Regions from separate parts of the Mus musculus genome. Here regions 2 and 3 are each linked to region 1. A link is a contact called in public ChIA-PET and Hi-C data. All regions are on one chromosome and are shown on one strand. The core of a region is the stretch at or near the end of the contact, and the rest is flanking DNA. Distances in the headings are between cores, read along the strand shown. Region 1 holds the start of Deptor (DEP domain containing MTOR-interacting protein). Region 2 overlaps Col14a1 (collagen, type XIV, alpha 1). Region 3 overlaps Col14a1 (collagen, type XIV, alpha 1).

Region 1 (4,256 bases), core at 1,055-3,554:
CAAAGTCGCAGAAGGAACACATGGCAGAAGCTGGAAGCCACAAGTGGTGGTGGCAGAGGGAAGGAAAACCTGAGTAGCCTGGACCGACATCCTCCGTCCTTCACAAACACACAGGCCCTCTGGACACATCTTACCAGAGGGGCTGTGTCAAAAGTGGTGGTGCAGAGAGAGCAGGGACACCAATTAACTCCTGCAGGCCCTTGGGGATTGCTAACTAACACAGGAAGCCCAGAAGTCAGAATCTCAGAAGCACCCCATGAAATACTCTCATCTTCATGACCACTTTACAGATGAGGAAATAGCTCAGACGAGTAAATTAATTTGTCCAAACATGGCTACCCTGGCTAGTGATCATATAGTGCGTAGCAGCACCCACCGGTGCCTGCACTAACGCCACATAATCCTCATAACAACACTACCAGGTAAAAGTTAGTGTTACTCATCTTTGTCCCAGGCTCTACACTAGCCAAGTCAAGGGCAAGGCCAGGATTCTGTCAGGTTCAAAGCCTTCCTCAAAACAGAGTCACGGTAACACTTGGCCACATGGCGGAGGAATAGAAAACCAAGCCCGAGTCCCAGGTCTGCAGATTTGTGGTGGGAAAGCCTGCGAGCGCTCAGGGGAGGCTGAAGAATGTGCATTTCAGGAGCAGTTATCGAGAAGGAGAAAGTGACTGGGGGTCTTAATGATGTTTGTAAAAGAAACAAAAAGCAAGGAATCTCACCCAAGCAAAGCCTTTTCAAACAGCAATATAGTAAAGAACAAAACAATAAATTATTAAGAAAGTCCAATTAAATCAGAAAAACTTTACGTCATCTCCATTACAAAATACTCTTGATGAAGGAAAACAGGTTTTTAATTCCCTTCAATTTTGGCCACACAGTTGAGATTTAACGAGGAACTGAAATGCGTGATTTTCCTTCTGTCACACTGGACTCCACCGTCCTGACTGCCAACAGCTACTTCCTCAAACTGAACACTGCAAAGCCAAGTGCTTTACCAGACCTCCAGGAACCTCTGTAACACTCTCCTTCCAGTCTGGAAACAGCCATCTAGAAACCGAAATAAGCCGGAAAAATCAAGCCAAGAGCTAGAGGGAGCTAGCACACTTCTTTCAGGTGGGACTGGGCTCGCGGTTCAAGTTCTGGCAGAGCCGGATTCATTTGGAGTGGCAATCTGATTTACAACCCCCAATATCAAGGCAGCTGCGGAAGCACAAGTCTTAAGCATATGCCCAAGAAAAAGGAACAGGAAGCGATGGGAATGTCAAAAGAGCCCTGGGGGTAAGTGCTTGTTCCTGGATCTGTGAGATGGGAAAGTGGTAATTCTAGGAAAAGTGCGCGGCGGTGGGCCAACTCCGGGGTCCCAAACGTGGGCACTGAACAAGGTACTTTCACGCCCCCTTGCGGACCCAAGTGACACCTGAAACCAAGTGTGCCAATCAAGGGATAGGTAAAGAACTGGGAAAGGTTTTGGAAGAGAAGCAACCCGTCAAAGCACTCGCAGATATGCTCCAGGTTTTACATAAAAGTAACCTGAAGCTCCAATGAGGGAAGCATGTCTTGCTAGAAAAAAAGGAAAGCTGAACCGAAGGCACTCATGGGTGCTGGAGCCTTCTATCTGGAAGCGCAGGGACTGGGGTCCCATCCGAAATCTCTTCTTTTTGGAGCGAGCAGACTAGACAGTCATCAGGAACACCTGGCAAGGGGGTTTGCACGCACTGAGTGGTGGCGAGTCGGAGGGACGCATGGCTGCAGCAGTCCAGCTAGGGCGCAGCCTGCACCGCGCGTTCCCGGCATCGGTCCCCGCAGCCTGGCTGAAGCTGCTAGCCTCCGGGCTGCAGTAGCCAGGCACCCGTGCAGCGCGACCCAACCATCCCACTCGCTCGCAACTGTCCCTACGCCCCGCGCGACACGCCTGCCACGAGCCAGATGGCGTGTGCGCTCCGGACCGCGGCGGGCATAGGGCAATCGAGAGCCCATCTACTGAGTGCCTTTCCTTACCGGAGCTGCTCTCCCGTAACTAGGACTTCAGCCATGCGTTCCAGCTCTCTCTGCTGCACCCCGCCGCTCCCGCCGGCGTTGCTGTCGCTGCTACCACTGCCGCCGCTGCTGCCCTCTTCCATGTTCCTGACCGCGCGGTTGCCACTCTGCCTTTGCTGTCCCGGCGGGTGCGCCTGGCGTTTGGATCAATGTGCCCTCCCCGAGGCCGCCCCGGCCATCTTTGTTCCGGGCGGTGCCGTGGCTCAGACGCGATTGGCTGGTGAGGGAATCCCTGCGGGTAAGCAGGAGAAGTCGGCGAGTCCGGGTCTGGAACTTCGGCTTGGGGGCGTGGCCTGGGCTCTCTCATGGTCGGGGGGCGGGGACAAGGAGAAAAATAAAAACATCGGGGCGGAGCTCTGAGCCCTGAGTTTTTGCAGGAGGTTGAGCCTTTCGCTCCTCTTTTATATTTCCTTTTTCACTCCCAAACTCATGCTGGGGAATGTTGCAGTTTTTCTCCATTTTCCATACTAGAGTTGTAGAGAATAAAAATGAGAACAGATTACTCAAAAACGGAGCAGTTGAGGATATTGCTGAAGGGCATTTCAGGCTACCTGATCCCTTTCCCTATAGACCATCTACTACTACCCTATGGTGGAGTCAATAAAGGATCCTGCCCTGCGGTTCAAAAAGACTAAGAACCTGGCTTCATTACTTTGGTTTCCTACCTAAATGCTCTTAATCCCTTTTTTACACTAGTTGTAGCTATCACTTGTCCACATCTGCTGCATTAAAGATGTTTTAGATAAATTGCTACCCTCTTGTGTTTCCCATATCATTCCTTTTACGTCGGGAAGGCAACTCGGAGGGGTGAGGTAACTTGTCTCAGGCAAGCAGGCAAGAGCATTCTCAGTTTTAGGTTATGTTTTTAAAACAACTCTATCTTGGCAGGCATGGCGACACACTTATGTTCCCAGAACTTCAGAAGATGATCATGAGTTTGGACCAGACTGGGATAAGAAGATACCTTGTCTCATAAAACAAACTAAAACCAAAAACAGCTTAACTGACAAAAGCAAGCAATACAATAAACCGTTAGAAGAGCAGGTTAGGGGCTGGAGAGATGGCTCAGCTGTTAAGAGCACTGACTCACTCCTCTTCCAGGTGTCCTGAGTTCAAATCCCAGTAACCACATGGTGGCTCACAACCATCTGTAATGGGATTTGATACCCTCTTCTGGTGTGTCTGAAGACAGCCACATCGACAGTGTACTCACACATATAAAATAAATAAATCTTTAAAAGAAGAAGAGGAGGAGGGGGGGGTGAGGAGGAGGAGGAGAAAGAGGAGGAGGTTAAACATATTTGAATGGCCGAGCTGGTCTACCATGTTCATTAAAAGTCATCACTGTGTCTCTTCGTTTTTAGTTTGTAAACTTCAACATAGCTTGACTGGGAAGTCATGGCTTCCGCGGCCATACACATTTGTTGAAGTATCTTTGGATTTGCCTTTTGGAAGATACAGGTACTTGTGTCTACGATAACTGTCACAATCTTCAGGAAGTGTCAGTATATAACAAAACATATGCTGCTGTGAATGTTACTTGACATTCCTGAAGACTAGGCTCTGAACCTGCTAGGGTCACAAAAGTAGAGCATTTAGTACTTTGCAAGGTCCATTCTCTGGTAAACAAAACTATTGTTTGGGGTAGAATCTTGCTGTGTAGCCCAGGATAGCATCAAACCCTTGATCCCCCTGCCTCAGTCTCCAAAGTGCTGGAATTATAAGACCTGAACACCATGCTCTGTTCTATTTTTTCCTCCAAAGGTAAATTTTTTCCTCAAAGGTAAATATTTTAAAAGATGCACCAATGGAGAGAGGTTTCAGTTCAAAGTATTCTAAGAGCCCCATAGCATAAACATTAAGTGACAGAGGGAGATGGCCTAGACTTAATGAGGGTAACAGCTGTCTGTCTGTCTGTTTGTTTTTGCTTGGTTTGTCAAGGTAAGGTTTCTCTGTGCAGCCTGGCTGGCCTGGAACTCACTCTGGAGATCAGGCTGACCTAAAACTCAGAGGGCTGCCTGCCTCTGCCTCCAGAGTGGTAGGATTAAAGGCGTGCGCCACTATGCCCAGCTGCTGGTTCTCAGGTTTTAAATCTTATACTTACTATACAGAATATTGAGATTTGTTTCATTCACCCATGCAATCTTGGTCCTCGCCGACCATTGTCCAAGTTTATAATTTTATGTCAGTCACTAAAGCTCTTTGAATTTCAATTT
Region 2 (4,256 bases), core at 1,249-3,748, 410 kb before region 1:
TCTAGATCCAGATATACCAGGCAGATGCCCTGAGTGAGAGAGCAAGAAAGAATCGTTCATCAGTCCAAGTCCCCACTCGGCTCTCCTTTGCCATTAAAATTCATCAGCCACACAAAACACATTAGTAGGCTAAGAACATCTATCTCTGGCAGAACACCTAGATTTGAACTGTCACTCTGTGTTCAGTTGCTAATTTTTTTGTGCCTAGCCCAACTTGACAATGCATCAACTTTCTTGTGGTAGGCCTTTATTTGCCCTATGTAAACTTAAAATACACTAGACTATGGAGTTTCCTCTTTTTATAATGTCTTCATTGAGTCCTGTGAAATTAGATTTAAAATCTAAGTCATTAAGTGCTTGCATTGGTCTCCCGGCTTATCTTGTTCCCTCTTCCATTCCCTCTCTTATCAAGAAGACTCCTCTCACATGACAAGCAACTCCTGAAAGAGCGCACTGAACTCAGGGTGTTCTACTCTCCTCCAGCATTCTGCTTAGCTCCATCTCTCCACTGATTGGTCAGAGGCATTCTATGTGCACCCAATTAGAAGCATTTGCAGTCGTCCCTACCTCACCCCCCTCACTTCTATCCCAGCGCGTTTTCTGTCTCCGCATCACTTCTCATAAGTCTGAATTCATTTACTGCTCTCCTCATGCATTCTGAGTCTCTCTCCACAGTTCACATCTCTTTTGTTCTTGTTTTCAGCCTCAGACTTAAATCAGCAATGTTAGAGGCATGCAAAGATGACGCCAGAAAGAAAAGGCAAAGAAGAAAGGAAAGGTCATCCTGAAGTTTTTGAAAGAAACAGAGATCCTAACAAATGTGATGGAGAGTGTGAGGAGGAAAGTTTTTCCCCATGATAGGATGGCCTGTTACTTTCAGAAAATGGCGTACACCTATAAAAGAGAGACGTGCATTCCTGCCAAGATAAATGAGCCAGTAAAACGTGCTCCTGAGAGTCAGCTTGTATTACAGGCTGTGTATTATAAACACACACATCCAGAATCCGAGGTACATCTTTTATTCTGAACATGGCACTCAATAAAAAGCCGAGATGCAGGGTCCAAGTGATGACACACGCTAAGCAAATGAGACTTTGCTGTTGCTTAAGTAAACATATTCAAGTCACCAAATCAAAGCCAGGTCATTTGTGTGTGTGTGTGTGTGTGTGTGTGCAAGCCAAGACTGCTGTGAAGAGATTAGAGTCTCTAATGGCTTCATCTTTTGTAAAAACTGAAAGTCTTTGAAGTAACACAGTATTAGACCATTTGTTCTTACCTAACTCATCAAAAACACACAGACTATTCGTCTTGATCGTCATCATTAAATGTCCCAGACAGAGGAACCGGACAGAAGACTGTTATAGAGCAATGTATCAGCTTTCCAGCTGCTTAAATTGGAGGAGTTCTCCCAGGGGATTCTAGGTTCAACTATGTGGATATCCCTTGCATTATTGAGCAATTCCTACTCCTTGCTGGCCCTGTTTTTCTGTGGTAAATTTCAGCTGGGACATAAAGGTTTACAGGCTACATGCTCTCTGGCTTCCTTCATTACACCAGAAAGCTACTTATTTGCCTGGGTCATCCAAGGCACCCACATACATGATGCCGGTTGGATCATTTGTTAGCAAGACTTCTTCTCTCTAGTAACAGAAACCAAAGGCAGCAATGAAATCTGCAGAAGGATAGAGGGGGAAAAAATGTGACTCAACAGACACCCTGCTTTTTCTGAGTCTTCTCCTGACCCAGACAGAACCTAAGTTAGGTTGTAAATGAAGCCACCCAACTTTCTTAAAATGGTTGTTAGCAGGGTCAGGCAACTGAGGAGTTGGGTCTCACACAAAGATATGGCTTTCATTCTTTCCTAGTTCCAACCAGCAAATAGAGCCGAACAGGGGATCCTAGTCAGACCTAGGTTTCCCTAGGAGAATTCTTTCAACTTAAGAGGCTGGGAAGGTGACAGATACAGTGCTCCATATTGATCCTCTTTCAGGTTTCTCGGTTTGGACATTCAGCAGTGACTACTGAGATGTGCTTTAGATGAGTTAGGTGAGAACAAATGGTCTAGTATATAATAAACTAATAGAACTCAACTATTTTTTTTAACACTTAAGAGTTTTCCTTTGGAATAAAAACAAAAGAAGTTCTAGTTTAAGGTCTAGAGTCTCTGGGATTCAATTTAATTTCCTCTTTACCATCTAGAGCAGGGGTTCTCAACATGTGAGCTGTGGCCCCCTTGTGGGTCCAATGGCCCTTTCACAGGAGTCACCTAAGACCATCTGCAAACAAGGGTATTAAATTATGACTCATACAGTAGCAAAATTGCAGTTATAAAGAAAATACTGATATGGCTGGGGATCCCCACAACAAGAGGAGGTGTATTAAAGGGTGGCAGCATTGGAAGACTGAGAAGCACTGCCTTAGAGGTCTTCAGGGATGTCTTAGTACAGACAGGATGTCTTCTACACAGAGGAGGGCGTTCTGTGGCTAACCACTGTCTTAACCACTGAGGACAAAGGGATGAAGGAGTGAGAGGTAGAATAAATGTTTAGCTACAGGACCACAGCTGTTCCTTTTGAGATCGACAGTCAACCAAGACCACAAAGGCTGACAGTGACGTTCAGAAGTTTCAGAAGTTAAAAGAATCCACACATGGTGTTTTAAGTTTTTATTTGCTTATAAAAAAAAGGATAAAAACAAGTCTTCAAAAACATATCTGCATTTACAAAGCAATCCCTGTAAGTCGAGGAGAGGCAAGCCCTGAAACACACTCCTGGACAAATGATCTGCCAAAAGATGGGTCTTTTCTGCATCGGAACTGGAAGGAAGTCATTATTTTATACGAATCAAGACTACTGGAAAACAGACTCTATGGTTTTGTTTTTAATTACAGAATCGAGAAAGGCTATATTCTAGCTCTTATTTCTGAACACCCGTGAAAACCAGTTACTGAGTAATCTATGAGTTAGACAGATCAGGTTAAACAAGTAGGAGGTAGTTTCCTCAGTGATGGTGTTATTCAATTACCAGCAAGGTCACTGACATGGGTACAGGGACAGTGGTATAAACTGGGAATCTCTGAATTCGCTCTTCTGCTGATAGGGCCCCAAATTCCCTCTGATATAACCACGCTTCTCTTATTAATTTTACAACTTGAAATGATGTAACAGAGAAGACACTCCAGGGTGTATCCTTCTCAGCACTCTTCATTGGAAGAAGTCCAAAGTAACTGGTGTACAGTTAAAACAGTGTCACAGAAAGGGGCGGTTTCAAAACACAATTTTTAAAAAACGGTAATATTGACGTTATCCACAGAGGAAATATACCCCATACCATCAGCCCTGCCTCCCTCTGCAAAGTAGAGGACAAACCACGTGACAGCATTTGGTAAGTGAAGCTCCAGAAGAGGGCCTGCCCCTGCTCTTCAAATGTCTCCTGAGGTCATCAGATGCCTGCGCTCCACAGATCCATGGCCTCCTGCTCGTCCTGGACCGGTGTGAACTCAGGCTGATCAGGATGGGACACTAAAGAGGAAAAGTGGGGGTGGGGTACTGATGGGGCCCAGGAACCATAAATGGATAATCTCCCCTATCTGGGTCCTTAGGGACACAGATTTGGTCAATAAAGCAGAGAGGTGCAATGTGTGAGGAGAAAGCACTCACTGCCGAGCCTGCTATGCCGCTTCCCCAGGAGGCTTTATAGTTGTTAAAAGGAGGAAGAGAAAGACAAACTAAACAATGGAGTTAGAAAACTGGAACCATGGCCAATTGCTTAAATACCGGATGTTTTTTATTTACAAAAGAAACCCTGAAATACAGTAGAATCGTAGAAGAAAATATAAAATTAAAAACCCAGTCTCGTGTTACAAGTCCATCACCAGGGGAGAGTGGAAAGAAGGGGATGCCAAGAGAGGGAGGTGGAGCAAAAGAGCCAGGAGGAAGATACTCATCCTATTGTGTGGAACAGGATAGAGCCTCAGTAAAGTGGCCTTTGGGATAGAGTCTTGGTTCAGAGGCCCAGACCTCCATTCAGATTGACCGGAAGTCTGGTTCTACTATGGTTGATTTATGTTACTTTGTTGCACTTTGTTATACTTTGTTACAATGTTATCACTCCAGCATGTCTGGAGCCGGGTAGGCAGGGGACTTGAAAGTCTGAGATGGAGAAGCAGGTGAGAGAGGAAAGAGGTGACCACAGTCAGGGGCAGGAGCTTAGTAGTGGTGGTGAACCACTTGTGTATCCATAGCCAAATCCCCAGG
Region 3 (4,256 bases), core at 1,237-3,736, 390 kb before region 1:
CTTGCTGAGAGTGGCTTGGGTGCTGGCTCTAAGTTCTGTGAGTCACAGTTTCTCTAGCAGCAACACCCTTGAAGAGTGCCCTGTTGGCAGAAGGACATTCCCTTGGATGGCCAGATCTTTGGTGCATTGGAAGGGCATTAAGCCCTTCTTTCTGACTTTGTGCTTTGCATGATAATCACAACCAGACCATAATCAATGTGACAGCCATGGAGGAAATGAAGTTAAAAGCACTGTGCACTGCCAATCACAACGCGCTGACTCTCATGCCCAGCACTCTAGCTGTCAGCTAATGTCAGAGGCACATGAAACTGGAAGTAAATGTACCACGTGTTCAGGGGTTGCTTTATTTCTGCACTAGGGTGATCAGTGTGGGGTTTATGCACAGGAGAGGATTAGCCTGAACCTTGCACTAAGAAGATGCATAACCCAAGGGGAAGAGGATTTCTTTGAAAGGTAGAAAAACAAATTAAATGTATGAAAATGAAGAAGCAGAAACACACCTATTCAGTGATCATGTGATTTTTTGTTTTTAAGTTCATTTATATGATACTACCTACACCCCTGTAAGTAAGACTCAGAGAATATCACAGAAAAGCCTGAGAACTGAGACAACCATTGCACAACAGACTTCTCTGGACATGACAGGGATGCTGCACCCATGAACTCTCAGCAATATGGTTGCCTGCGTAAGATCGTACCAGCCAATATACCGATACGGATGAGGAGAAAGTTGACAAGGCTCTACCGCTAAAGGAGGAACTACAGGAAGTAAATGACTGCCACTCATGAACCCCGTGACAGGTGCCACAATCCTACATTGTCAGCCCTCCACAGAGGTCCACATGGGCAATGTAACTGGACTCGGTAAGTTGCATATGTCTGTATACACAAAGAAAAGTAATTGTAGACAAGTTTGTGAATCTGAGGGGGCATAACAGAGGGACAAGGGAGGTATGGAAAAGACAGAAACTGTGCACTCACATAGACAGTTATCAATTACATAAAAGCCTCTGAGACATGAGGTAGGCTTCTGGCCCTACTCAGTCACACAGTAGATATACTCTGATAAACAGGTATGTTGCTTAGTTGTCTCAGTCTCAGAACATATAAGAAATTTAGTCAAAAGGGCAGAGTTAATTTTATTCTTTATTTCAGAGTCTGTCACTGTATAAGCTCCATGGTCACACTCTGATTCACTGTCCCCTTCCCTGGAGATAGCCTGTGAGAAAAGTAGTCCCGCTTACCTCGTTCTCCTGGGGTCCCCGGAACTCCTGCATTTCCTGGGAAGCCTGGGGTACCTGGGGGTCCTTGTTCTCCAGGGGTTCCAGGTGAACCTGGTCTCCCGGGCTCCCCAGGAGGGCCCTGGATGGTCCGGATAGATGAGGACTGGCTGGGGATCTGGTTGAGGATGGCTGTGTACCTGGCCATGTGACCTGAGCAACAAGAGATGAATGAACTGTCACACAGTTAAAGGGGAAATTGGAGTGCAGTACTGCGAACCTCCCAATAGCTCTGTCAGATGTCCACTGAGGACAGGCACGCCCTTCTGAGATAGGCTCATCTGTGTGTGTAACTTAGTGTTTTTGCATTTTCTCCAGGATGATGTTAATGGCCAGGCTACGTTCAAGTCACATCTCATGTGTTTGGAATTCCACAGTTCATGTGAGCGTCGCAATAAACACTACTGAACAGAAGTCATACATTTTACACTCACCCTAACATTTACCTGACCCCTGACCCCTCACCCTGATGCCTTTCCCTGCAGCAATTTCCCTCCACATGTCTTAGTTGTCTTTGTTCCAAACCACGAAGCCCGCTCCACCCTTCTGCTCTCCAATCCCCAGGCAAGGCCTGTCTCCACTCAACTCTGGTTGCCAAGATGGGTTTTCAGGAACCTTTGCCTGTGTCCCAGCTACAGCTGCCCCTGTCCTAGGCTTGAAAAATAATAATAATGAAATCCTGTTGCTCTCTCATAACCTCTTAACTCAGTTTGGAAGAACACATTTTAACAATGATAAATAATGTCCTAATAGCATGATACTTCATTTTCCAACATCTTTGAAGGTGACATTTCCCCTACAGGTGACCGCTATTCATCTCCATTTATTATTTTGGTGTGTAGGGTCACCCACTCTTTTGTGGATTTGGGGGGCTGTTTCTGAGATGGGGGGGGTTGTGTCTCAGGATTACAGGCATGCCATTGCTAAGTCTGCTCTGCGTGGTGCTAGGGACTGAACCTAAGACCAGCAATCTACCAACTGAGCTGCCTCCTCAGATACATTTATTTCCTTTTAAATACTTAAATCTAAATGAAAGTATTAATCATATTTTACATGTATTTAGTATATGTAAATACGTCCAATGCATTCTTTCCTTAAACAGTGAACTATGAGCGTGATGGGGAGACCATCTCCTGATTCAATCAGCAGGCACGTCCTCCGCTGTTTGGGCAGGTGAGGCATCTGTCTTTTTCACTTCCTTCTTTGACAGGAGCTGTCGTTCATCACTTCCTCAGCTGTCATCACTCCCCTCCCCTTCCCCCCCCCCCCGTTTCCTATATACCGCTTCTTAGCATAATTCCTGTGATCAACTACGAATGAAAACCCAGCTGACTGGGGTTATGTGGAAGGATTTGCACACCCAGAAAGCGGTTCAGGGTGGGAGTTTATGTAACACAGAGCACTGTTTAAGGAGACAGCCAAGGTGCAACAGAGGCCGCCATTTCCTCCTGTGACTGACAGGCCCTCTCTACTGCACGGATTCCTTTCAGACCTTGTCTCACTTCTGACCTCTCCACTCCTAGAAGTCACTTGTCAGAGTCTGAGAATTTCGAAGGGAGAAAACTCTTGTACTGGGCCCTCAGCTTTTAGAGCATGTATTAAATAGTCACATGTTATCCAAGGCTTTGGTTCTATAGTAAAATAAGGCAACAGATACTGTGGATCAATCTTCCTGCTGTGTGTAGGGAGTCTTGGGAGGATTCAGCCCACTGCAATTTCATCCAAGTTTAATCTTCTACTCATTTGCATTGCCCATTTGAGATAAGAAACCTCTGAGACAGTGCAAAGCATATGTGAGCTTTGGGTATATCCTTCTTTAAAAGTGCCTGAAGTCCAATGTCCCTTGTAGAATTTATTGCTTTTGAAGATCTTATTTTGTCACTAATTATAACTATTTTGTTTAATTGGTAAATTTTCTCTTACTGTGAGCACCATAGAATTAGATAGAGACACAGCCCACAGAGGAAGACAACTATGTTTGATGATGGTAGCTTTGTCCTCCTTCTGCTCGTGGAAGGATCTGGGTTTATCCCAAAGGAACAGGTGGAATTCGGGATCTTGCCAACAGACCTTCTTGGCACTTGCTGGGCTCTACTGGCCCGAATCCCAAACTTCTCTGGGTTAAAGTAAATACAACCCAGAGGGAGATAAGGAAACTACTTAGAAAATATCATCCCTGGGGGAGGAGGTTGCTATCAGTGTGGGGAGGGGGTGGGCATTGGAGTTCAGCTAGAGTTGGGTGGGTTAGAGAGGAATTGTTGTTTTTACTTGGCCTCAAACAGTCTGGAACTAAACATATTCATGGCAAAGAGAAGGGCCCACCCTAAGTAACCTTGTGGTTAGATTTTTGAGGCAAATATATATATATAATAAATAGGCATGTATACAAAATGGGTGAGCACAGGAATCTGTTGTTGAAATAAGTGCTGTTTAAACATTCGGGTTTGAAAATAAAGAAATGAAATAAGGTTGCAGCAAGAGTGTTCTGGTATGACTTTGGGTATGATGCCCAACTGTCATATCAGATGTCATAATAACCCTATGTGTATGGATGGGTGTGTGTGTGTTGGCATATAGCCTAAGGAATCAAAGGAAGGGCCTTGGGCTAACCAAATGCAATGGCTATAGACTGGATAAGAAAGGAAATGTGATTAATCCGTGAGCCAGTAGAAACAAGCACCAAGGTCATCTTGATTCTGAGCGGGTCTGGTAGTCTTCAAGTGCTTAACATTTGAGAAAGAACCCATCCATTTGATGGGGGGTGGGGGGGGAGGAGAAAAGGAAGATCACAGCAGCTAATTAAATTTGCATATGCAAATCAATGCTTCTTGAACTGAGGAAATGGGAGTCTGGCTCCTGTGCCATCCTTGTACAGCTCTGGGGCAATCTATTAGGCTGGTCGGTGGTTCAGAGAGGGGATTTGTAAAGCGATGTGTACACAGCAATCCAGAGCATTGACGGGGTCTTCCTTGGCCT

What was found. A called contact is a pair of places that touch in the nucleus more often than the background predicts. ChIA-PET counts read pairs in DNA pulled down with a chosen protein or histone mark.
Region 2: an RNA polymerase II ChIA-PET map of memory CD8 T cells shows a contact between it and region 1, with 10 read pairs. The contact joins the enhancer-like site here to the promoter of Deptor in region 1. A contact is called at or near these places in 10 of 39 promoter capture datasets (the C10 cell line, the HPC-7 cell line, cranial neural crest and 7 more), 4 of 484 Hi-C or Micro-C datasets (bone marrow-derived macrophages, embryonic fibroblasts, nephron progenitors and 1 more) and 12 of 115 datasets of contacts at active chromatin or transcription factors (the SCID.adh cell line, craniofacial prominence, effector CD8 T cells and 8 more).
Region 3: a contact with region 1 is called in a Hi-C map of B cells, with 2.4 times the contacts expected there. The contact joins the enhancer-like site here to the promoter of Deptor in region 1. A contact is called at or near these places in 5 of 39 promoter capture datasets (cranial neural crest, hippocampal neurons, liver and 2 more), 2 of 484 Hi-C or Micro-C datasets (B cells and tail fibroblasts), 5 of 115 datasets of contacts at active chromatin or transcription factors (astrocytes, embryonic stem cells, large pre-B cells and 1 more) and 2 of 9 other capture datasets (embryonic stem cells and pancreatic islet).

The regions. Positions count from the first base shown.
Region 1 is chr15:55,110,365-55,114,620 of GRCm38.p6, reverse strand. It overlaps Deptor (DEP domain containing MTOR-interacting protein), which reads right to left and starts at 2,304. Exons shown (of 9, transcript NM_145470.3): 1 at 2,002-2,304. The coding sequence starts at 2,123. Gm9920 (predicted gene 9920) reads left to right here and starts at 1,039. Exons shown (of 5, transcript NR_045093.1): 1 at 1,039-1,281; 2 at 2,025-2,278; 3 at 3,405-3,501.
Region 2 is chr15:55,519,198-55,523,453 of GRCm38.p6, reverse strand. It overlaps Col14a1 (collagen, type XIV, alpha 1), which reads right to left. Exons shown (of 48, transcript NM_181277.4): 48 at 2,651-3,521. The coding sequence ends at 3,442. Among named protein-coding and RNA genes, the nearest start is that of Mrpl13, 36 kb to the left of the region's middle. Within about 2 kb of position 2,498, at least 26 of the 459 cell types and tissues checked have an H3K27ac peak or open chromatin away from gene starts, as enhancers often do. A contact at or near this core is called in effector CD8 T cells and memory CD8 T cells, where this site is marked.
Region 3 is chr15:55,498,556-55,502,811 of GRCm38.p6, reverse strand. It overlaps Col14a1 (collagen, type XIV, alpha 1), which reads right to left. Exons shown (of 48, transcript NM_181277.4): 45 at 1,245-1,433. Among named protein-coding and RNA genes, the nearest start is that of Mrpl13, 57 kb to the left of the region's middle. Within about 2 kb of position 2,486, at least 31 of the 459 cell types and tissues checked have an H3K27ac peak or open chromatin away from gene starts, as enhancers often do. A contact at or near this core is called in B cells, where this site is marked.